3 separate regions of the Sus scrofa genome follow, and regions 1 and 3 are each linked to region 2. The links are chromatin contacts, called in public HiChIP or PLAC-seq maps. All regions are on one chromosome and are shown on one strand. Each heading gives the region's core, a stretch centred on a gene start, on an enhancer-like site or on the middle of the called end of the contact. The rest is flanking DNA. Distances are from core to core; before and after follow the strand shown.

Region 1 (3,076 bases), core at 40-2,539, 150 kb before region 2:
AGTGCATCCAGAGTCTGAGGAGCCAGTTGCAGCTATACCTGGCCTGCCACAGGCCTGCCACAGCCCCTGAGAGGACAGCGGTATCTTAAAGCAAAACCCAGTATGGGGTGGCTAGGCTCCTGAGGGCTGAGGGCCTCTGCCAGGTCCCCCTGCAGATATACTAGAACCCACTACCTAGTCCTGCCCATTCTGGCCTCTCCCAAGCCACACACAGCCTTGGCTGGGCCCAGCTCCTTTCTTGGGGCCAGGTATATGCCCCTCAGTTCTAAGCACAGGAGCATCTATAAGGAAGGACAGATCAGCCCAAAAAACTTAATGTACCCTTCCCTTTTCTTTGGAGCTAGAGGAGTATTTGCCTCACTGAACCTTTTTCTGTAGATGTTTCTAAATTTGGGGATCAGAGGATGGGGATGGTCTGGTAACCTAGAGGTTGGAGGTCACAGGCTGAGCCTAGAGATTTTATCATCTGGATTCAGTGCCTTTCTCTAGGACTCGATCAAAAACTAAAACAATGGTGCTAGTGGGGCAGGGGCCACGTGAGTTCTGCCCCTTCAGCCCTTGGAGGTTGATTTTGGACTTTAGCTTTTGAAAATGCAGACTGAATAAACTTTGACTTGCTGTGTCTTTAACAGCAGCAGATATGGAACAGACTTTCTGCTTCCAGTTCCTCTCCCTCCTACAATCCAGAAGAGGGTGCTTTACTCTTTTCCCATCTCTGCCTTTTCCTGGGACCATGCACCTGTTAAAAGCCATTATGTTCCTGGCTCCTGCCTTTGAGTCCCCACCCACCACGCTCCCTCACGGAATAGCTGAATAGCTGCAGAATCTAAGGCAAGTTTCTCTCTAGCTTCACCTTCATCCAAGATATCCTTGGCCATCTACCCACCTCTTAGTGGCCTGTGTTCAGTGTCTTGGCATTGAGGGCTGAGGTCAATAGTCTGAGACTCTGAAGTAGTCAGAGTCACACCCTTCATGTGAGTTCTGCTTGCTGTTTATCTTTTTAGCAGAAAGAAGCTTAAGACAAGAAATACCAAGTGGCTTCCAGGTGGCCCATCACTTAGCAAGGCCACCATATGATATTGAGATTCACATGCCAAAGACTTGGCCCTGATGCCCACTTTATATGAAACTAATTTCCTATATGAAACTAAAAGGTAAAGGGTAACTTTTATAGGTCTTAAAGGAAGGATTTTAAGTAATTTTAAATTAATTTTAAAGGCCAGAAGAGGGGCTAGTTTTCTGAGGCAATGGCCATGCCTTATCTGACCACCAGAGGGCAGCCTCTCTCCAGCTTGGTGCTTTCCAGCCTTAAGGTTCAGCACCCATTCCTCAATCACTGAAAAAATTAGAGAACCCACCTGAACCAAGAGCATGGAAGGGGACTAGAAGACAGTATGAAGTATAAGGACAAGAAACTTCAGGGATAAATCTAGGGCCATCGATATACTAGCACCACTGAGAGCTGGGGAAGCAGTTTTGAATCCATCCTGCCTGTGGAACACATAATATACCTGATGGTGCTCACCCGACAAGGGGCTTGTTCCTCATTTCCGGGTGATTCCCCTGAAGGCCAGCCTGTCTCATCTCCACAGTAAGTCTTGCAGGAAGGCCCAGAGACCAAACTTGGGCAGGTTTAAAGAGACCTCCCCGTCTTGGCCTGCCTTTGCAAACCAAAAACCAGGGCACAGCTCCTTCCCAGAATTTGAAGAAAGTACTGAAACAACAGAAAATGGTTAGGTCCCATTCCAATCCCAGCAAATCTCAGCAGGAAATCCTTCATCAACCACTCACCTCCACCCCTCCGTGAAAGAGCCCTTGGCAATAAAGAAATGATCACAGCAGGACATACCTTTTAGATTTTTATTAGTAGTTCTCTCTGAAGAATGAAAATAGTTAGCAAATTACATTAGATTCATCAAGACTGTATATCCTCTGTATTTAGATCTTTAATGATGTACAACATAATACAAAACAAAGAGACGGATTTCTATGACTAGGTGTTACTGTGTCATCCTAGAGCAAAGGGCTGGAGGGAGAGGCTGTTCTCCAGGGAGAACTGAGGTGGAGTTAGTGCTGAGTGACCAAATCACCGCCTGTTTTTTTCTTCCCCACTTGATGCACTGGGAAGGGGCCAATGATTTCTTAAAATGACAACTGTTCCTAGAACAAGGGGGCTCTAAAATCCTGGGTAGCAAACGACTGTGGTCTCAACCAGACCAAAAGAAACAGGCTGGGGCAGGAAAGTAATGCAATTGCCTAGCAGAAAAGGCAAACTAGGGCCCCAAGGGAAAGGGCATTCTTTGCACCTCAGAGACATTGCAGAACCAGTGTAACACTAAGTGACATGAAGGGGGAAAAAAACAAAACCCTGGAAGAACCTCTCAATTGCACTCAACCTGGATTAGAGGTCAGTCCACCCTTGCAGAGGAGGAAAACATCTAGCCCCAAAGCAGCACTGAGTCTGGCCCTCCCACCCCTTCTCCCCAGCTCCTTCTGGCAGCTGGGGTGGGTTCCGGTTGAGGCCAAACAGACCCCAGAAAGACCAGAGAAGTCTCTCTGGAGGGCCAAGGTGGGAAGGACACTTCTCAAAATACAAATACATTTAATATGGAAGGAGCCAGGACAGTTCTGGGCACATGAGCCTGCCCAAATCTTTCCCACTTTCTCCCCAGCTCAGGGCCTCGGCTCATAGAGACCTGGCGAGCACCGTCTCCACACCTGACCTTCCACCCCCAAAAGAAAATCCAGAAGTGTACCCCTTCTCCTTCCCCACAGATGGGCTGCTCAGGGCCTCTGGCAGGGGTGGTTCCGTGGCAGGGCCTAGGCAAGGCCTATCTCAGCTGGCTCCCGCCCGAGCCATGAGGTCTTCCAAAGCATTGTCCTGGTCATTGTTGTGTAGGAGCAGAACTTCCTTAATGTCTTTCAGTTCAAAGCCCATTTCCTTAAATTTGCTCATTAACTGAAGAAACTCCATCATCTAAGGGAAAAAAGAGAGTAGACTCAAGAAAGAGTTCCAGCCACAGAAAATAGCTGAGTGGAGCAATGTGTGTGTAAGGGGACTGCTGGGGGAGCCTGC
Region 2 (2,998 bases), core at 131-2,630:
AGTGACTTGACCAAGATCACACAGATGCTAAGTAGCCAATCTGGAATTCATACCTAGAAGTTTCCCAAGTCCCAAAGGGGAGAGGTTAGACATGAATAGATGAAGCCTTTTCTCTTCATCTTTTCTGGATGGTAGCAGTGGAGCCTATGTCTGTTTTAAGGCATAGGGGAAACTCAGATCTTTGCAGGTTGCCGGTCAGTTTACTCTTGTGTCTTATCAAACACGTTGTCCTTATGTACAGATGAGATTCTCTCCACGTCAGTGCCTCTTAAACCTCAGTATGCTTGGAGATATTGGGAAACTCCATGTTCCAGTTTAGTAGGTCTAGGGTGGGGCCTGGCATCCTTTGTTTCTTTTTTTTTTTTTTTTCTTTTTTGTCTTTTAGCCATTTCTTGGGCTGTTCCTGCAGCATGTGGAGGTTCCCAGGCTAGGGGTTGAATTGGAGCTGTAGCCGCTGGCCTATGCCAGAGCCACAGCAATGTGGGATCCGAGCCGCCTCTGCAAACTACACCACAGCTCATGGCAACACCAGATCCTTAACCCACTGAGCAAGGCCAGGGATTGAACCTGCAACCTCATGGTTCCTAGTTGGATTCGTTAACCACTGAGCCACGATGGGAACCCCAGGATCCTTTGTTTCTACAAAGCTTCTAGATGCTTCTTGAATAGCAGTATTCTAGATCATTTGTGGTTAAACTTGGGCAGTCTTTAGATTGACCTGTAGATCCTTGAAAAAAAAATTTAGTTTTATTGGCCCCAAACACAGAAATTTATAATTAGAGGAATCTTAACGTAGGGCATGGGAATTGTTTTGTAGTTTTTTTGAAAAAAGAAAATCCCCCAGGTAATTGTGATAGTTTAAAAATCCCTGATGTAAGAAGTTCCCACTGTGGTGCAAGGGTTAAGAATCCAACTACAGCAGCTCAGTCGCTGCAAGGTGTGGATTGGATCCCTAGCCCGGCACAGTGGATTAAAGGATCGAGCATTGCTAAAGCTGCAGCATAGGTCGCATCAGTCCCTGGCCTGAAAATTTCCATATGCCATAGGTACAGCTTTAACAAAAAAAAACTGCTGGTATAGAAGCTAGCATATTTTGGATGCCTTGTCTTACACGACACAGGGGTGTAAGTGGGCAGTTAATTTTGCTTCATTAAACATTTGAGAGGCCAAGTTGGTTAGAGGTGATTTGTTTAAAAGACTGAGAAATCCCACTCACTTTATTGGAAGGTCTCATTCACAGACCCCAAGAGCAAGAAACATCCGTGGATCTCAGAAGAAAACAGCTAGGAATTGGAAAGCCACTAGGAACTAAGGATGTCCATACTTCCTATCTTTTGTTTCCTTTTCTCTGGGGACTGGCTTTGGTGGAAGATGGCCACCCAGACAGTTTGGTTTAGTGCCACCAGACAGTTCCTCATTCCTGAGAGAATTTGAATGACCCAGTCCAGTGTGGCCTCTGGACTGGTTCTCCCTAAGCCAGGAGGGCACCCCAGGACAGTGCTGTGATCTGGAAATCTTATATCGAACTAACTCAGCTACAAGGACCCCTCTGAGTGCAAGGATATGGGGGCCCTCTTACATCGTTGCCCTGGCCCCCTAAAAGATAACTGTAAGTGCTTACTGTGTAGCTCTGCATTTGGGGGGCAGGAGGATAGAACCAAATAGGGTAGATCCCCTCCTCTTGGAATTGGGAGGGCTTAATCGGGAAGAGAGACAAGTAAAGATATTAAATCGGAGTTCCTGTTGTGGTGCAACAGAAATGAATCTGACTAGTATCCATGAGGATGCAGGTTTGATCCCTGGCCTCACTCAGTGGGTTGGGTATCTGGTGTTGCCATGAGCTGTGGTGTAGGTTGCAGACATGGCTCTAATCTGGTGGTGCTGTGGCTCTTGTGTAGGCTGGCAGCTGTAGCTCCAATTCTGCCCCTAACCTGGGAACTTCCATATGCTGCAAGTGCGGTCCTAAAAAGCCAGAAAAAAAAAAAGAAAGAAAGATTTTAAATCTGTAATAAGATCTGAGTATTGTGGGAATTCCCTCGTGGCTTGGCAGTTAAGAACCCGACTAGTATCCCTGAGGATGCAGATTTGATCCTTGGCCCCACTCAGTGGGTTAAGTATCTGGTGTTGCCTCAAGTTGCAGTATAGGTCATAGATTCATCTCGGATCTGGCACTGCTGTGGCTGTGGCATAGGCTGGCAGCTGCAACTCCAATTTGACCCCATGCCTGGGAACTTCCACATGCGCCAGGTGCGGCCCTTAAAAAAAAGGAAGAAAGAGGGAAAGAGGGAGTTCCCGTCTTGGCTCAGTGGTTAACGAATCCGACTAAGAACCATGAGGTTGCTGGTTCGATCCCTGGCCTTGCTCAGTGGGTTAAGGATCCGGCATTGCCATGAGCTGTGGTGTAGGTTGCAGAGGCGGCTCGGATCCCGCGTTGCTGTGGCTCTGGCTTAGGCCACCAGGTACAGCTCCGATTCAACCCCTAGCCTGGGAACCTCCATATGCCGCGGGTGTGGCCCAAGAAATGGCAAAAAGACAAAAAAAAAGAAAAGGAGAAAAAAGTAAAAAAGATCTCAGTCTTGGGAGCCTACAAGAGAGGAACTTAACCAACCTGGACATAAGGGAATAGTCATAGAGGACATGTCTGAACTGAGTCATGAAAGATAAGTACATGATGACCAGGTAAAGAGGAGGAGGAGAAAGGACTACTGGCATTGTGAACATCATGAGAGTGAAAATAATATTTCATTGAAGATTTTTGTGTGAATAATAATAATAATAATAATTTCTTTCAAGTTCTATGGCAGGATGTGAAGCTAGAGATGTAGGTAGGGCCACATTGAGGGCAGTCTCTTGATTCCATGCTAACGGGCTTGCATTTAGGTAAAGAAGAACCATTAGATATTCTTTAATTGACATGGGAAGAGTTCCATTTTTATGAAGATGAGCGATTATAGTATGGAGAATAGTTTTTTGTTGTTGTTTTTTATTTGTTTTTTTT
Region 3 (2,982 bases), core at 265-2,764, 160 kb before region 2:
TTCTTTCTCTTTTACTACCTCACCGTAGCAGCCTAATTACAAGGTAAGACTTTGTTTTTCAGATTTAGGCAAGGGGTAATGACAAACACACCATTCCACATTTATAAGGTATGGATCATCCTCTGAGAGGAAGGCTCCTTTCTCTACAAAGTTGTTCAAGGCCTTGATAGTGGGAGACAGGGCATGTGGGAGAACCTAATGCATGAGAAATACTTTGGGGTCAATTTCAAAGGCTGCTAATGTGTATTTTTATGGTAGTGGTCTCTGGTAGAGGCTTCTGGAGAGAAATACTCTTTTTAAAAAATATTTATTTATTTGTTGCTTTTTATGGCTGCACATGTGACATATGGAGGTTCCCAGGCTAGGAGTCGAATCGAAGCTGCAGCTGCTCGCCTATACCCACAGCCACAGCAACACCAGATCTGAGCCATGTTTGCAATCTACACCACAGCTCATGGCAACGCCAGATTCCCAACTCACTGAGCAAGGCCAGGGATCAAACCCTCAACCTCATGGTTCCTAGTAGGACTTATTTCTACTGCGCTACAGCAGGAACTCCCAAAATATTATTTTAAATAAAAATTTTAATAGGTAATATTTTCACATGGATTCAAAATTCAAAAAGCCCAGTGAAAATATTCTTTCCATTCTCTTTTCCTGAGGCAACTAATTTATGTTGTAGTTTTTTGTGTATCCTTCCAAGGGCGTTTTAAAATCTTTTTCATGTTCAACCCTTTAAATTATACAATTTAGTGATTTTTTTTTTTTTTTTAGTATTTTCAAAAAGCTGTACAGGAGCTCCTGTTGTGGCTCAGCAGGTTAAGAACTCGACTAGTATCCAGGAGGATATGGGTTCAATCCCTGGCCTCACTAGTGAGTAAAGGATCTGGCATTGCTGCAAGCTGCAGCTTGGATCCAGTTTTGCTATGACTGTGGCGTAGGCCTCAGCTGCAGCTCCAGTTCGACCCCTTGCCCAGGAACTTCCATATGCTGTGGGTGCGACCATAATAAAAAACAAAACGAAACAAAAAAAAACCTGTACAGTCATCACCGCTATCTAATTCCAGAATATTTTGTCACACCAAAATGAAACCCTGTACTATTAGCAGTTATTCCTTATTTCCCAGCCCCTGGCGCCTGACAGTCACTAATTTCTACTTCCATGGATTTACCTATTCTGGCCATATCATATAAATGTAATCACATAATATACAAGCTTTGTCTCTGGCTTCTTTCACTTAGAGAAATGTTTTCAGTCTTCAGTCATCTTGTTGAATGCATCAGTACTTCATTCCTTTTTATGGCTGAATAATATTCTATTGTATGGTGTCAGTACTTTATTCATCCATCAGTTGATGGACATGTGGGTTGTTGGAATCTTTTGGCTATTATGAATGATGCTGCTACAAACATTCATGTGCAGGTTTTGTGTGGACATATGTTTTCAGTTTTCTTGAGTATATGCTTAGGAGTGGAGTTGCTGAGTCATACTTTTTGAGGAACTGCCAAACTGTGTTCCAAAGTGGCCGCACCATTTTACATTCCCACCAGCAATGTATGAAAGTGGGTGTTATTTTAAAAGCTCCCAAGGTGATTCTAACATGTAGCCATCATAGTCCTTCTAGTATATCCAACAAGCCTCGCTAGACTCAAAGTGAGAAGGCTGGAAAGACAGGCTACATACTTAACAATAGCCACCTTCACAATGGCTTCAGAGTACATACCTCCAGGGACTTGGGTGTATGAAATGGTGGGGTGGGAGTTCCTGTTGTGACTCAGTGGGTTAAGAACTCAACTAGTATCCATGAAAATGTGGGTTTGATCCTTGGCCTTGCTCAGTGGGTTAAGGACCCAGCGTTGCTGTGAGCTATAGAGTAGGTCGCCAGTGTGGCTTGGATCTGGCATTGCTGTAGCTGTGCATAGGCCTGCAGCTGCAGCTGCAGTTCAACCCTTAGCCTGGGAACTTCCATATGCTGCAAGTGCGGCCCTAAAAATACAAAAAAAAAAAAAAAAAAAAGAAAAAGAAAGAAAGAAATGCAAAAAGAAAAATGGTGAGGTGGCCCACCATTGATGGTATCTTTTTCTAATAGCTTTTTTTTTCCTGGAACAAATAGGTAAATTTCATTTAAGAGCTGGGACTTTGAATTTGTGTGATTATCTGAGTCCTGGGATTCCCACACAAAAGTGTGTGGGACAGGCCCACTGGGCAAAAAAAAAAAAAAAAAAGTGCGTGGGACAGGGAGTTCCCTGGTGGCCTAGTGATTAAGGATCCAGTGTGGTCACTGTTATGGTGTGGGTTTGATTCCTGGCCCGGGAACTTCAACATGCTGTGGGCACAGGCACAGCCACAGCCCCCAAAAAGGTGTAGAACATGTTGAAGGGGCTTCACTGAGACTCTTGCCCATTCTTAACCTGCCTAGCGCTCCTTCCACTGTGGAGTCCTAAGGACATTGTTTCTCATACACCTCTTCCCTGCAGTCCTTGTGCCTCCACCTCCCCTAGCCATTCCTTCACTGGCTGGGAATTTCAGGAGAGTTGGTCCTCGTGATGCTGTTGTCCCTGGAAGTTAGAACATTTGAATGGGAAAGGATCAAACACTAAAAAGAAGTCCCTTTTCCTTGGCTTTAAGTCATAACTGTATTATTGTGTGCCCTGGTGTCAAATCACTCTCACCCTGGAAGAGCTGATGGTACTGCTCTATCTTAGGTGTGTTTTCTAAGAAAAACAGAAAGAAGTTTCTTGTTAGTCATCACATTACTGCCATTGATACCCTCAGTCTGTGATACATATGAGGTTGTACAAGATGGAAGCCAGGTGAGATCAGGGTGGAAAGTTAATATAAATTATGGATGTCTGACATGGTTACCCTCATAAACATTTATTGGCTTGAAACAAGAGGACTTGCTAACTCAGGTGTCACTATTCGTGCTCACTCAGGTATCACCCCGTGTGTTTGCTCAAGTTCACCTTCAGGTGTCATCC

Evidence for each region. HiChIP or PLAC-seq counts read pairs in DNA pulled down with a chosen protein or histone mark.
Region 1: a contact with region 2 is called in an H3K27ac HiChIP or PLAC-seq map of alveolar macrophages. The contact joins two enhancer-like sites. A contact is called at or near these places in 1 of 5 promoter capture datasets (liver), 6 of 47 Hi-C or Micro-C datasets (alveolar macrophages, embryonic fibroblasts, epiblast stem cells and 3 more) and 2 of 2 datasets of contacts at active chromatin or transcription factors (alveolar macrophages and skeletal muscle).
Region 3: an H3K27ac HiChIP or PLAC-seq map of alveolar macrophages shows a contact between it and region 2. The contact joins two enhancer-like sites. A contact is called at or near these places in 1 of 47 Hi-C or Micro-C datasets (alveolar macrophages) and 1 of 2 datasets of contacts at active chromatin or transcription factors (alveolar macrophages).

What each region holds. Positions count from the first base shown.
Region 1 is chr10:32,550,397-32,553,472 of Sscrofa11.1, forward strand. It overlaps KIF24 (kinesin-like protein KIF24), which reads left to right. Exons shown (of 14, transcript XM_013980172.2): 14 at 1-2,367. The coding sequence ends at 89. UBAP1 (ubiquitin associated protein 1) reads right to left here. Exons shown (of 8, transcript NM_001267841.1): 8 at 1,847-2,977. The coding sequence ends at 2,837. Among named protein-coding and RNA genes, the nearest start is that of UBAP1, 74 kb to the right of the region's middle. Within about 2 kb of position 1,290, at least 4 of the 83 cell types and tissues checked have an H3K27ac peak or open chromatin away from gene starts, as enhancers often do. A contact at or near this core is called in alveolar macrophages, where this site is marked.
Region 2 is chr10:32,696,186-32,699,183 of Sscrofa11.1, forward strand. All of the region lies in intron 2 of DCAF12 (DDB1- and CUL4-associated factor 12), which reads left to right. Among named protein-coding and RNA genes, the nearest start is that of DCAF12, 24 kb to the left of the region's middle. Within about 2 kb of position 1,381, at least 5 of the 83 cell types and tissues checked have an H3K27ac peak or open chromatin away from gene starts, as enhancers often do. A contact at or near this core is called in alveolar macrophages, where this site is marked.
Region 3 is chr10:32,531,062-32,534,043 of Sscrofa11.1, forward strand. The region is part of intron 7 of KIF24 (kinesin-like protein KIF24); the gene reads left to right. Among named protein-coding and RNA genes, the nearest start is that of NUDT2, 66 kb to the left of the region's middle. Within about 2 kb of position 1,515, at least 1 of the 83 cell types and tissues checked has an H3K27ac peak or open chromatin away from gene starts, as enhancers often do. A contact at or near this core is called in alveolar macrophages, where this site is marked.